2 separate regions of the Anas platyrhynchos genome follow, and region 1 is linked to region 2. The links are chromatin contacts, called in public Hi-C maps. All regions are on one chromosome and are shown on one strand. The core of a region is the stretch at or near the end of the contact, and the rest is flanking DNA. Distances in the headings are between cores, read along the strand shown. Region 1 holds the start of LOC119717944 (adrenodoxin). Region 2 has its middle 62 kb from the start of HEPH.

Evidence for each region. Hi-C and Micro-C count contacts between places; a contact is called where the count stands out from the background.
Region 1: a contact with region 2 is called in a Hi-C map of subcutaneous adipose tissue, with 2.3 times the contacts expected there. The contact joins two enhancer-like sites. A contact is called at or near these places in 4 of 8 Hi-C or Micro-C datasets (F5 follicle, liver, skeletal muscle and 1 more).

Annotation. Positions count from the first base shown.
Region 1 is chr10:24,898,839-24,905,646 of IASCAAS_PekinDuck_T2T, forward strand. LOC119717944 (adrenodoxin) reads right to left here and starts at 5,964. Exons shown (of 6, transcript XM_038184644.2): 1 at 5,934-5,964; 2 at 5,124-5,379; 3 at 559-683; 4 at 1-9. The coding sequence starts at 5,949. Within about 2 kb of position 1,448, at least 6 of the 8 cell types and tissues checked have an H3K27ac peak or open chromatin away from gene starts, as enhancers often do. A contact at or near this core is called in subcutaneous adipose tissue, where this site is marked.
Region 2 is chr10:24,813,938-24,820,625 of IASCAAS_PekinDuck_T2T, forward strand. No RefSeq gene overlaps it. Among named protein-coding and RNA genes, the nearest start is that of HEPH, 62 kb to the left of the region's middle. Within about 2 kb of position 2,419, at least 5 of the 8 cell types and tissues checked have an H3K27ac peak or open chromatin away from gene starts, as enhancers often do. A contact at or near this core is called in subcutaneous adipose tissue, where this site is marked.

The DNA.
Region 1 (6,808 bases), core at 198-2,697, 84 kb after region 2:
CACATGCACCTGGTGCAGAAGTGGGGGGAATAACAGCAAATCAGAAAAAAAAGATGGTAAAGGGTGATCATCTTTGGAAACACTAGGAGGAAGTGTCCTTTAACAGATCTAGAGCATGTCAAAATAGATGCCGGAAGACAAAATAGATGGAGGCAGACTTCAGCCTGCCTCTGCTTTGAGAGGATCGCATCAGTTTTCAAATTCATACTTCAATTCCAACCAACCACAGTACCACTGAAATCCTAGCAGCCAGAGGGTTGAAGTCACACTGCCACGTCAGTGCAGTAAGCCAGCCCAAGCAAGCAGCTGTTGGGGAAGAGAAGCTTGCCAGTGGGTGGATACAAATTAGGGCTCCAAGCTTAAGTAATTTGAGTAAGCTGACTGAAAAGCAAAAGTGCTGATGACCAAATTAGCAAAGGAAGCATATGCATCCTCCCTGTGCTCCATGCTCTCACCAGAGCACAGTAGCATGTGTACAGTTGTACTATTCCCAGGTATTCACTGGTCAAAGCACAAACGCAGAACTCTTAAGAGTACATACCCTTCTGCAACACCTACCAAATCCATCAATGGCCAAGTTTTGATTGACTACCACTTCTAGCAAACTCTCCCCTTCTTTGGCTGTGGTTGTAAGTCGCTCTCCATCCCGATTTATAAAATGCACTGTCACCTGGTCTGCAGAGCTGTAATAAAAATATGCAAAAGAAAAAAAAACCATCAGAGGAACCTACTTTCTTCTGCACATCCATTGCTGAGGTCTTTTGTCTGAACACTAGAGCCACAGCATTCAGAGGTAAATGTGTATACAAATAATGTTTCCAGAAGGATTATGCTACATGTGCTGAAAAACTTTAAGGTTGTTGGTTCTCAGTGGAAATAGACAAACTAGAACAGTTCAAAAATGAGCTGACCAGAATATTTTCCATTTTACCAAACTTCCCTCAAAATACATGTTGGCTGTGAGTCAACAAGTGCAGATGTTCTGCACTGACTCTGCTTGGTCTGGCTGGCAGAGGAAGCGTTTGTAGACAAAGAAAGCATTTGCAGCTCCTGGAGCCTGGGATGTAATCCTGGTTGGAGTAATAAAGTCTTTAGGATCAGTTACTAATAATGAAATAAGGGATGCTGTCATTCACATGGTGCTTCCCAAGGGGATTACTTGCTGACTACTCCTTTTCTGCTCTTTGTTCTTTCATGAAGCACCCACTCTTTTCCTGAACTCGGTCTCAGGGAGCCTTGTTGTGATGAGACATGCTTAGCCCCAGTTTACAGAACAACCATGCTGAATAACCTTCTCTGAGCTAACACAATCCTTGTTCGTGAGAAACCACTAGTCGTATTGACAGCCTGCAGAATTTAATCTGGTAGTGTGTTAAGGACAAGGCCACCAGCATTGCTCAGCGCTGACTTGCAGAAACTGTGTCTACAAACAAGGAAACAGCATCCACCTCACCTCCTCCAGACCAGGCCCTCCCTACCAGTGTGGAGGCTGCCACCCTGAAGAGCAGTGTCAGGGATTTCTCAACAAGACTGTGTATTCTGAGACTATCTGTTTTATTTGTCATGGAAAGCACCAAGCAACAGCAATCCTTCTTAGTGCCCGTACCCAAACGGTCATGTAGGAGCAGGAGGTCCCAGTTATCTCAAACCCTACCTCCTGTGCTGACACTGGGCAGCACCCCAGCAGCAGTGGGTATTTTGTTCAGTATCTCAGTGTGGCACTGCCTAAGTGCCCATCATCTCAAAGTCCAGGACACTGTCCAGTGGCAGAAGCTGGGTCACATTCTTCCATGAGGCCAGCAATGGCCAGCAATGGGAGAGCCATAGCTCTCCCCCACACCTCTGGTATACTTCTGAGGACTGGAAGTGTCAGTGTTGCCCACATGGCCTTTCTGCTGTCATTTCTGACATCAGAAGAAAGAACTATGGCCCTGAAGTGAGAACAGGCCAAGTTTACAATCCCCTGATGTCCTACTTAGATGAGGATGAATGAAGCAACAATCACCTTTTTCCAATAAAGGTGTTGCTTGGAACACTCAGTAAAGCTTGGTAAAATTACTTTCCTGGAAGCCCTGGGGCTACTGAAACATGAAGCAAGTGTGGCTCAGAGCTCTGAGAATTTCTAATATTATGGCCTGATTTTTAGCAATTTGCTGTACACAATGAATACAAGCTGTCACTGCCAAAAAAAAAAAAAAAAGACACATTACAGCAAATCCTCTGGCCAAGGAAGCATGACAGCACCTACACTCCTTGTGCTGAGCATCCTCATGAAAGTCACAGAGATGAGGAGGAAGAATTGGTTGAATGGGTTCTGTGTCTGAGATAGCAACAGCAGCAGCAACTGGAAGGACTTAACCTGTCTGCTCATCCCTCTCTGCTCTGAGGCAGATGAAAATGAAATGTGCAAAGATCGCTGCTCATGTAAATTAAGAAAGAGCAAAAGGAATTGCTCAGACTTGATTCTTATATATTTCTGTACTTAAGGGAAATCAGCACAGTTGGAGTACAGGGGATGTATCCAGCTGAACAGGACACAGGAAAGAAATCCTGTAAAAATGTAATGGAGAAAAGAGATTTTTTTTTTTTTTTTTCAAGTTTGCAGGTCAGTTTATCCCCCTTCCCATAAATCACAGTCACCATATAGGTCTAATCCCCTTTACCTGCTAACAAGTCGTTGCAGGATATCTCTGAGTGACTCAAGATTCCGTCACTTAAATTGCTGACATACAGATTGTATCAGCAAGCCTACAGGAATAGCAAATTTCAAATAATTCTCACTTTGGAAAGGTGGTCCTATTTCACTGAAATTTAGAAGTGGAGAGAAGAGATTAATATTCTTGCATTCTCTGATCTTTTTTCAGCTGTGGCTTGATTCAGTTAAAAAGAACGGAACACAGGGGCCACTGTACCTTCATGTGAGGAGATCAGCTTCCTGTTTTTCAGAAAGCTTAGTCAGAAAACAATGCCTGGGTCATTGGTCTGTGACAGGGTCCCCTGGTTATGAAAACAGCTGTGAAGTTAGCACTAAGGCTGTGCTGCAGTGGGAAGTTTCCCATACACAGAAAGAAAAGATCATCGTGTTGCAGTCACATGACCAAGCAGGACCCCCTATTTGACAAAGCAGTCAAAGAACATCTCCAAGACATTTCAGTCTCCTTCATAACAAGACCCACAAACATTTCTCTGTAAATAAGCAATAAATAAGTCTAGTTCTCAATTGTCAGAACAAAGCAAAAACACCCTTCCTCTATTTTGATGAATTGGACCCATTTGTTTTTATTTATCTATTTACTTTTAAATCACAAATATCCAGGTTTCCCTTCAAAATTTGTTTTACAGCTATGGGTGAAATAATTTGTTACACAATAGGTATGGTAAAATCATAGGACTTCACTTACTGCTACAACTCGACATATTTATCACAACGATTATAGAAGGCAGCCGCCTGCAAGCACAGACTTCTGGATTCAACAGTCCCCAAAACTGCACAGAGACTTATGCATAGAAAAATCAATTCATATTATCTTGAAGGCAACCTGAATCTTGAGCCGACATCCATACCAGAAGGATCCCTGCACTTGGGATCCCGCAAATGCTAGGGGAATTCATTCCCTGCAGTTGCAGGGGTTTTAGTTGTTGCCACCAGTTAAATGAGCCATGAGAGAGCAGAGTTGCAGCCTGGGAAAGCACACAGGGTATTCACTTAGATACAAGAAAGTACAGATGCTATTGTCATTGATCCCCTGCATGACTTTGGACAAGCCTGGGTGTAGCAATTTACCGGTTTAGAGAACAACATAGGGATGATGACAAACACTTCTAGACCATTACGTAGAAAGCACCTGTAAGCATCTTCTGCTGGCTGTAGGGGAAACTTAAGTTGCTTGTGTTTTTAATATAGATGCCTTTGTTGGGGGCATAAACCCAACCTGATTAGTCCCAATTTTTACTGTTCAGTTATCTCCTGTAAATCCACTCGTACTGGCCTAGTCATCTTCATATTCCCCTGAACTAGTCTCAGTCTCAAGTCTCCTCTGGTGGACTCCTGCTTTGGGCACCCAAGGTTTCAGGAGAAACAGGAAAGAAAACATATCTTTTGTTTTCTATTTAGCATTTGATTTTGTTTGAAGTTGGTTTCAAAAATACCAATAAAATAAATCACAAAGAAAAAAAATCCTTTCACATTTTGCTAATAATTTTGAACCAAGATTTTGAAAACAACTCAGAATTGATGAGACCGACTTTTGCTTTGTTTAGGCTGAACTATTTTACAATGGCATTACTGTCAGGCACATTCAGGGCTTTGGAAAGATGTCATCCAGACATAACCTCAGCCCTGCAAATTCAGCACATGCCAACTGATTACTCCCCTTTAAAAGTCTTAAACTTCCTGTGACAAAGAGAGCTAGTGGAGGGGTTCAAAGATGGTGTTTCTTCTCCTTGACAGTGTTTTTCCCTAAAAGATTCTCTCCATATAGGGCATATACTGCCAGCAATAACTTCATATGCAACAAAGAAATTAGAAAGAAAACCCATTGATAATGAGACTTCATAAATCCCATTAAGTAGGATTATCAGCATAATTTTTCAGGAAGAACGTGCCAGGAAGACATGAGAGCTTATAGTGGGGCTTCCAATGACCTAGAGAGGGTGTTTTGCTCCCTGGGACTGCAGAAAACATTAGCTCCCCACTCCACCTTTCCAGCAGCAGGTACGTGAAACCTGAGAGAATCTGCAATTCCCAGAGTAACCCAGCAGTCATTCCAATTTCTGCCCAGCTGACTGACCTGCTATGCCTACCATCCCCATTCCTCAAAGGCTCATGACTGGACCCCAGCAGTCTATGGACTCATATGTCACATTGTCATCTCTATGCCACTAGCTGTAGCCTCTGTGGCTCCAGAGGCAGGGGAGCTACACCTCTCACATCAGCTCCCTGTACCATCTTCATCTCATCAGCATCTGCTTAGACTACGCTTCCTCATTCACCACCCCTTTACAGGTCATGTTTTGTACCAGCCTCTCCTCTCTCTTCTGTGGGGTGAGGTAGAGGTCAGTGCATTTCCTTCTTGAAATGGCCCTTCCCAACACAGTGATGTATGGTTCATCCTTTTACTCACCTTGACTCCCTGGGGGCACCCTGGAGCTTGCATGTTGAGCTGAAACCCCTTCTTGACACCTGCTTTGCTGGCATACAATTCTGTTCTGTCATCCCACAGAGAAAAATAAAGCGAGTTTTGCTCACATTCAGTCCACTGCACAGGGGTCGCATGAACCCCAAGATGCCTTGAGCTATCATGCTACTTGGGTGTTGCTTCGTGTCTCCTGGGCTGTCTTTTGTTGCAAGGCCAGCTAGATTAAGAGTTATAAATATGGCTGGGAAGAAAAAAAAAAAAGGCAACACATGAGGACAGCCTCCCTGGGGGTGGAGGAAGGGAGGGAGGAAAATGAGGGATGGATAGTGGGATTACACTTTGATCTTGCTGCAGTCCAGCCCAGTTGTGGTTGTATCAGGGCATGGGTATTGAGAAAAGTATGGTAATAAGTATTGTCACCCCATACCCACCCCCAAGCCAGACTCATCTTGTTTTGCCTTACAGACTTCCCTTTTAAGAACTAAACCTAAATGCAAGTTTAGGGATCAATATTCAATGCAATGTCTAGTGACAGAAGGGGTTGCAAGCTGAGGGTTGGTAGAACAGACTAACAGGAACGCTGAATGCCTGGATGATGCCACCTTGTGAAGGCAGGTTGGGGTACCAGTTCTTACAGCAACAGAGTGAGAGTTAGGCTTATGGAGTCTGCTCCTGACATAGATACCATCTGGCCACATCATTGCCTTCCCCAATACTGCAGGCTCAGTAAATATGTCCCAGCAATACTGCCTTCCCCAATACTGCAGGAGATGTAAAATGTGAATATTCACCTACTTTGCAGGACAGTCATGAGAAGCAACCACTGTCATTCATTAAATCCTGTTGAAAAGTGACATAAAGACACAGATAAGTATCACTCATTTCAAGCTGATATTTCATGCAAGTGAGACTTCCTTAGAAGAAAATGCTTTATTTTCTATTTTTACTATTTACATTAGCCTACGCCCTCTGCCCCAGGCTAATTAAAATTTACCCTGAGGACCAAAATGCTGCAGTAGAGACATGTTCACTTCCTGTTTTTTGTGGAGTTTGAGAACAACTCTCATCTCAGGACCTTTAATTGCCCCTAATACCAAACTAACAGCTCATATTTTGGTAGAATGCTTACACAGACGCCCTGCCCAGTCTTGTCTTTACTTTTCAGGCACCATGAAGAGATGCAGCAGGCAGCTCAGTTATCCAAACAAACAAACCACAGAGCATCTTATCTCTCTAGCAAACCTTGAAATGAGAGACACAGTAGATATATGTGCAGCAGTTCTCACAGCAAGGACATTCATGTGTTTGCCTGGCACTGACTTCTCTCCTTGCCAGGAACTCTGAACACAGCAAGTGAGAGGTCAATGCCACCAGAGGAGAACACAGAGAGGGAAGTTAGGTCAGAGATCAACGCATCCAGTCCTTTAGGGAAGTGAGAAGCAGCGAAGAGGACAACTGTCCTCTGGTGAAAACAGGAACACCACCACTAGGGCAGGATAGAACCATGCCCTGCACTAGACTGGTATGTTATTTTAAGGTTTTCGAAACAGGGCAAAAAAAAAAAAAAAAAAGAAAACAGAAGTAAGGTTTGTCTTTCCCTCTAACAGCAAGCCTAGAAGTAAACTCAGCATTTCCAGAGTAAACCCTTGTTCATTTAGTCCAAGCTACAA
Region 2 (6,688 bases), core at 1,169-3,668:
CCTCTCATGTGAAGAGTGCTATTTGCCCCTGTACTGGCTATTTTCAGTATCATTTTCAATTTACTTGCCTCCATCCGTGGGTCTTGGGGAGCTTTCAGATTAAATCCCAATGAGCCAGTCACTGTGAACTTTCTCCTGAGCTGTCTCTGAGCAGCAGTTGCTGATGTACCCTGCGGGCAGCACAGTGTCAGTGCCTGAGGCTCTAAAGAAGACAGGAACGCACACTCCAGCAGTCAGAGCTGAGCACAGCACTTGGTGATTTCTCCAAATGTCACTGAACTCTTACACTTCTCCATGTTACAGGTGGTGTATGGCCAAAGCTGAGAGGTCCAGTGTGAGCCTAGCATAAATGTGTACATGGGGGAAAAAAACAAAACAAAACAAAACAAAACACAAACAAACAAACAAACAAAAACAGTACAAAGAGGGTCATTCGCATGAGTGACCATACCACTATGAGAGGTGGGGAGAGGAGGAGAAGGGAGGCCAGGAGCAATTCTGAGCCTTACATCTGGAAGCACTTACAGACCTGGATCGTCCAGGGAGTGGGAGGGGATGAGTGCTGTCAACCTCCAGAAGACAGAGGATGAAGCCACAGCTTAGTTCTAGGCACAAAACAAAAAACAAACAAACAAATAAAAAGCACACCTACACCAATGCAGGAAAAAAAATGACAACCATTTCTTAAAGGCAGTACAAGACGGAGGAGCTGTAGATGATACATGAGCTGTAAATGATGGAGGAGCTCACTGGGGAGACCCTCCTGTGACAAAGGCCTTTAACCCCTGCAGCAGGCCTCGGGAAGAATCTCTTTGGCCAGCAAGCTAGGTTAGAGACATTGCATCCTTGCCACCAGTCTGCCTGTGGACATAAGACTTCACCGCTAGTCTGCCTGTTTGCTAGTTCCTCCTGCAAAACAGACACTCGGGTAAACTCTGCCTCTCTGGCTAACCTGAGCTTTGAGTCATATGAAGATACTGTTTCCATTTTGAATCCTTACTTCATTCAAAAAAGAGAAAAAAAATAATCATGCTACATGGACCTTCCATTTTGCTGTAAATGTTATCTCCCTCCCTTCCTGCCCCCTTCTCAGGCAGGCACACAGTGGTAAGAATCAGAGGCTGGGCTCCAAATGGAGGATGTTTCTGTTCGTGGTTGATTATGTGTTTGTCACTTTTATTTTAGACTTCTGGTAAAGGAAAGAGAGGGAGAGAGAGAGAAGGGCACAAACCAAGAGGCTCAAAGCTGTTTTTCAGATGGACAGTGACAGATAAGAAAACCCCACTAACTGTCACAGTCGCTGAATGACCCAAAAGACATTCTGTACAGCATACACTATTAATAATAGTAGTATAAAATGAACAATAGCAGTGTAAATATTGTAATTCCAAAGAAGTAGAAAAAGGGTGTCAGGCAGAGGTCAAGTGGGTTCAGGTAGCTTGAGTCCATTCCTACTCCACATCAATTAGTACGCCTAGATTTTTATATGAGGAGAGGAAAACCAGACCGTCTTTTGTTTTCCCCAAGTCTGCCATCCCATTCTGCAGAGACCAGTTCTCTGTTCACGTGCTAAGAATCATAACCTCGCCTAGAGGTTTTGCTTCAAAATAAGCTCATATTGCAGCTATCTATCTCCTTAATTCCACCACATCTTCGAAAAATAAAGCCATATTTTCCTGTATTTGCTCCCTCGAAGGACTATGTTTTCTCTTGCAGTAATCTTGTTATGTGGCTAGGCAAAGAATAAGTCTTACTCTGGGTAAGACTTTGATAGACTATCTCTTAAAGAAATGTGGATCTGTAAAGATCTATTTTATTCACTGCTGATGTCAGTGCACTTACTGCATACACATTATCCTTATTAACAGAATCCTGCCCTAGAATACTAAGAAAACAGCCATGGATGCACCTTTTTTTTCTTTAGTAGCAGAATTTTTTAACAAGCATGTAAGTTATCAAAAAGCCAGGATTGTGCTGATTCTCTCCCCACAAGAGATTGTGCTTTGGATACTAATCATCATCTTTTACTGATCATGATAAGCTACCTTTCTCTGCATGCTACGTTCAGAAACAATGCATTAGCCAAGTTTCTCTGCTGCCAGTTTCTGGTGATCTTATCAGATTAACACCCTGGGTAAAGAGCATGTCTGGTTGCTACACGGCATAACAAGCAAAGGTCTGTGTTAAACTTGCACACTCTCATGCTGTGGCTATTGGAGGATCTGAACTATACCAGGCCTTTTCTGGCATGGGAGTGCATAAGGAAAAGCAGCTTTGCGGAGCAGTATTCCGATATGGTCGTTGCTCAAGGGGCCATTGCTGGCAAAAGTACTTAGAAAAGTCAGGAAAGAAAAATGCATCAGGACTTTTAAGTTCAGAGATACTAATTCTGACAGGCTTCTGAGTCACAGATAACTGGAGAATGGAAGTGCACTATGCAGATACCAGTTACTCTGTTCTTCAGTTCTTTCCTTGGCATGTGCTGTTGGCAAACCCTAAGTGATAGGGTGCCAGCTTGGCTGGCCCCTTGTCTGACCTCAGGCAGATGCTCTGCTGTTCAGTTAAGCCTCAGACACAACTGCAGAAACAACACGAGACCAACAGTACCAGGAATGCCTGTAATACCAAAATGGGGCATTTATCAGTCCTGCACTCGCACAGGCCTGCAGGCAGCCACCACAGTGTCGCCAAGATGCCAGCTTTTGCTGCTCTTGGACCCTCTGCTTTGGGCTTCCGGGAGGAGAGATGTGTAGCTTATCACTCGCCCTCCTTTTAGCACACAGAGGGCATTTCAACACCGCTGCCTTTGCTTGCATAGTCATTGTCGTAGGGAAGTATGTGACCGCTGGGCTCCAGCTCGCAGCTAGCATGCCGTGTTGCTCAACAGTGACGGTTGGGTTTACATCAGCCATCGCCCTCTGTGGCAATGAAGCGCTTCCCCAGCACAGAGCAGCTTGTCAGCTGCAGAAACCATTGTAACAGAACAAAAGGGGGGGTCGCTGTACAGCATATGCCTGTGCCTCAATCCATCAGGCATGCTGCTGGGCATCCCTGTAACCACTGGATCAAACCTGTCCTGCTTGGACATGGAAGGTCTTTGCAGCTGTTCTCCCCAAAGCTGTTCCTCTCCCACCCTACCCCTAAATACCTCTCGTATCAGGACCACCTGCTTCATCAGACCGCTTCACAGTGGGGCAAGAAAGACCCAAACAAAATTGTGCTGGTATAATTGCTAACAAGTTTCAAAAGAGTAGGAGCCTTTTTTTACTGTATGTATTTCCTTGACTGGCTGTTACATTTCCCAGCCTTCCTAAGGAGAAAAGTACAGAAAGAAAGATCACAGATCATAACCTGGGCAGTTCTTTCCTTCCTTTAAGGCTCATAAGAGAATATTCATTAAATTGTATGCCTCCACACTCTAGCTGACCCGGGATGGACCCACCAAACAGACCAAAATATCTCCAGCACCCAGTATCTATTTCCAGCACATCTTTCCTTGTGTGAAGGAGTTCTTGAGACATTCCAGGGCATTTTCCATGCCAGGGAAATTCCATCAGCACATCTCTTCACACTGGAATGTTTCTCAGGCTATTGCCCACAGCAGGGATGCAGGCTGAAATGCCAGCACGTAGTCATCAAGAATTTCTCCACCTTTCCCAGAGCATCTGAGTTGTTTGACATCATTTACTCATTCAGATATGAATCAAAGACTCCTTCAAGCAACAGCATAGAAAATGAAAAGAAGTTCTATTGAGCCTAATGGCTTAATCTTATCCCATGATGTGAGTGAACTTTTGAAAACCCCAGTCTGAAAAGTTCAAATATATAAGTACAAAAATGACTCTTTTACAAGCAGCTTATGGAGCATCGCACAAGTCCATCAAGTTATATAAAAAGAATATTTTAAGCAGCCAGTGATTTTACACAACCTTATCCAGACTGTGAACTTGCACATTCGGCACCAAGAGAGACACAAAATTGCCCATCTGAGCACATTGCCTGAGCAAGGTATTAGTGTCAGAGCACCAATTACCCTGCTGAGCAGGTTACGATGCCACCAGGCGATTAGGCTGCCTGTAGGCTGTCTGCAGGGCAGGCTGGGAGGTCTTAATAGGGTCATGCCTGTTCTCATGGCCTCCTGTCACAGACTGGGTAAATATGGATGTTGAATCTTAAAACTGTTCTACCGAGCATCACTTCTACGCGCTATATTAAGGCTTTACCTAAAGATTTGTAGCTTTTAGTAGATACGAGACCAAATCTAGAGTGACTGATACATGAAAGTGCCTCCACGGCAGGGAACATGCTTTGCACCCAAAGCCACTGCTCCGTGCTCACATTACTAATTGCTCTGGCCTCCTCTAGGATTGTATTTCCATTGCCCTCCTTCTGTCTCCATGCCCCAAACAATCTGCACATCCAGCAGAGCTCTTAAAGCACACAGGGCCCACCTCTGGCTGCCACCTGGCTCTTGGCGGTGGTCAGTGGAAAAAGCACGCGCGCCTGTAGCGAGATGAGCGGGCACCGGCAGGCGGCCAGACCCGACCGGTGCTCACAGAGCGTTTCAGGAGGGGAGGCCCAAGACGAGCGCGCTCCTTGAAATCTCGAGGGAGAACCCGAAACGACCGCGAGGCGCCCCCGCTCCGAGGGCTGCGGGGCCGGGCGGTGAGGGCGGCAGGGCCCCGCTCCGCCGCGGGGTGGCGCTGCCGCCCAACGCCAGCCGCGAGCCCCGCGCCGCGCCGGGCTGCAGCGCGGCTCTGGGCGCAGCGCAGCCGCTGCCCCCCCTGGCTGTGCGTTAACGGGGCCGCTACGCGGGGGCACGGGGCGGCTCCTGGCCGGTGCCGTGCGGAGCGGGCTGCTCGCTGAGCGTGCCGAAGGAGTCCGGCTGCCTTCGCTGCCTCGGGTGGCCGGCTGCTTGGCAGAGCCCCTTTTTCCATGACGGGCGGTGCTGTGGGAACTGCATGGGAACATTCTTTGCAATCCTGGGCTTACAATCTCTCCAGGGAAAGAGCTGCTGGTCTGAAAAATACAAGGGCGACTTTTCAGTCTGGGGTTGGATTTTGTTTTTAAAGTTCGTGTAAAAATAATGCAAATAAAGGCTTGTGCCCGCTCGTGGAGCCCAGAAGACGGAGCGGTGGAGCAGTGGCAGAGACATTTTCCCAGGCAGCTTAGAGCAGTCCTGCTGAATAACAGCTACTGAAGTCAAAGCAGCAGTACTGAATCCTTTGCCCTGGGAATTGCCATCCTACCGGCTAAATGTGACCTTTAGTATTATTTTGTCGGCTCTAGCTGACAGTCAGTTCTGCTAGAACTTGATTAAGAAGACAAAGAAGGGCCTGGTAATTGCAGTAATCCTAGGAAGCTGGTTCATGTCAACATCCCAACCAAGCAATTATCAGAACCATCACAGCCAGCTGCCTGCCTCATCCCTCCCAGTCCCAACATCTCAGTTGTACATCCAAGCACAGTGCGTTTTGGAGAGCAACTCTATTCCCTGAGCTTCTATGAGCAGAGATGCTGGCAGACTCCCAGAATGGACCGGTGCCTGCTCACAGGGTATGTTCTGTGTCTGCACAAGGTTGCCTTCTTGTCAAGCACCTGTCACCTCACTGAGCTGCTGCACAGAGGTAAGCGTCAGGTGTGTTTTTCAAGCAGTAGCTGCCTTCCTCAGCAAAACAGCAGAGACACCAAGACAGAGAACTTGAGGAAGTGGGCTGTCTGTTCTTCCACACAACTACTATCTCTGGTTCATTTTGGCAGGTGTAAGAGAAAATGGACAGTCTTCACAAAGGACAGATTTAGGTGCAGGATCCATTTTGCAAGGGCAAAGCAGGCTTCCAGCACATAGAGGCAGAGCTGCTTTGACCATCAAGACACAAAAATGAGCTCTACTGTTTTCCCCAATTTGCTTTGCTCAGTTTCCTTCAGCCTGACCCAGGCAAATGTAATTCTCTTTATCTGGCAGTTACAGTCCTGTAAATTCTGCAATGGTTTCCAGTACGGATGAGCGCTGGAACGTTTTATGCTACTAGTGCCTCCAGGCAGGGAAAGTGTGAGGGGCAAAAGGGATAGGTGAGTGAAAGACCACACCACACAGCCAGCACTTGGAATGCGGATGAGGTGTCAGCTGCGGTGCAATGCGTACTCACCACTGGAATGTCCTGCAGGAAAGGGGCCGGCAGTGGTGCCAGGGCAGAGAGGATGAGAAACAAGGTGAGGAACTGAGCTGACCCACAACCTGCAGCAACCCTCAACCTTCCCAAGGAAGGTAGAGCTAGCCTTAGGAGAAAGTAGTGTTGTGCCATCCTCCTTCTCCCCCCCCCCCTCCCCCTCCCCTCCCCCCTCCCCCCCTATAATCCATATGAGCACGAGGGTATGGCGAGCAAAGGATAATGCTGATAAAATGGCAGAGTGTATTCTGTAAGCTGCACAGCCTTGCCAATGCACCACGCTCCTGCAGCAGGCCCTGGAGCTCCCCTGCTGATCTGTGCAGGGCTCTAGCTCCCTTCCTGGGGTCCCACAAGCTCTCCTGCCCAGAGCTACCCAGAGGTCATCATCTAGCCCTTCCGAGTCACGCTGTCACTGGTGCAATTTGTCAGTGAAAATGTTCTGCAATGTCATTTTCTCAGGGACAGAAACTCTTTGTTTCTCTATTCAAGACCACATTTTTTCACTTCAATCATTTGGA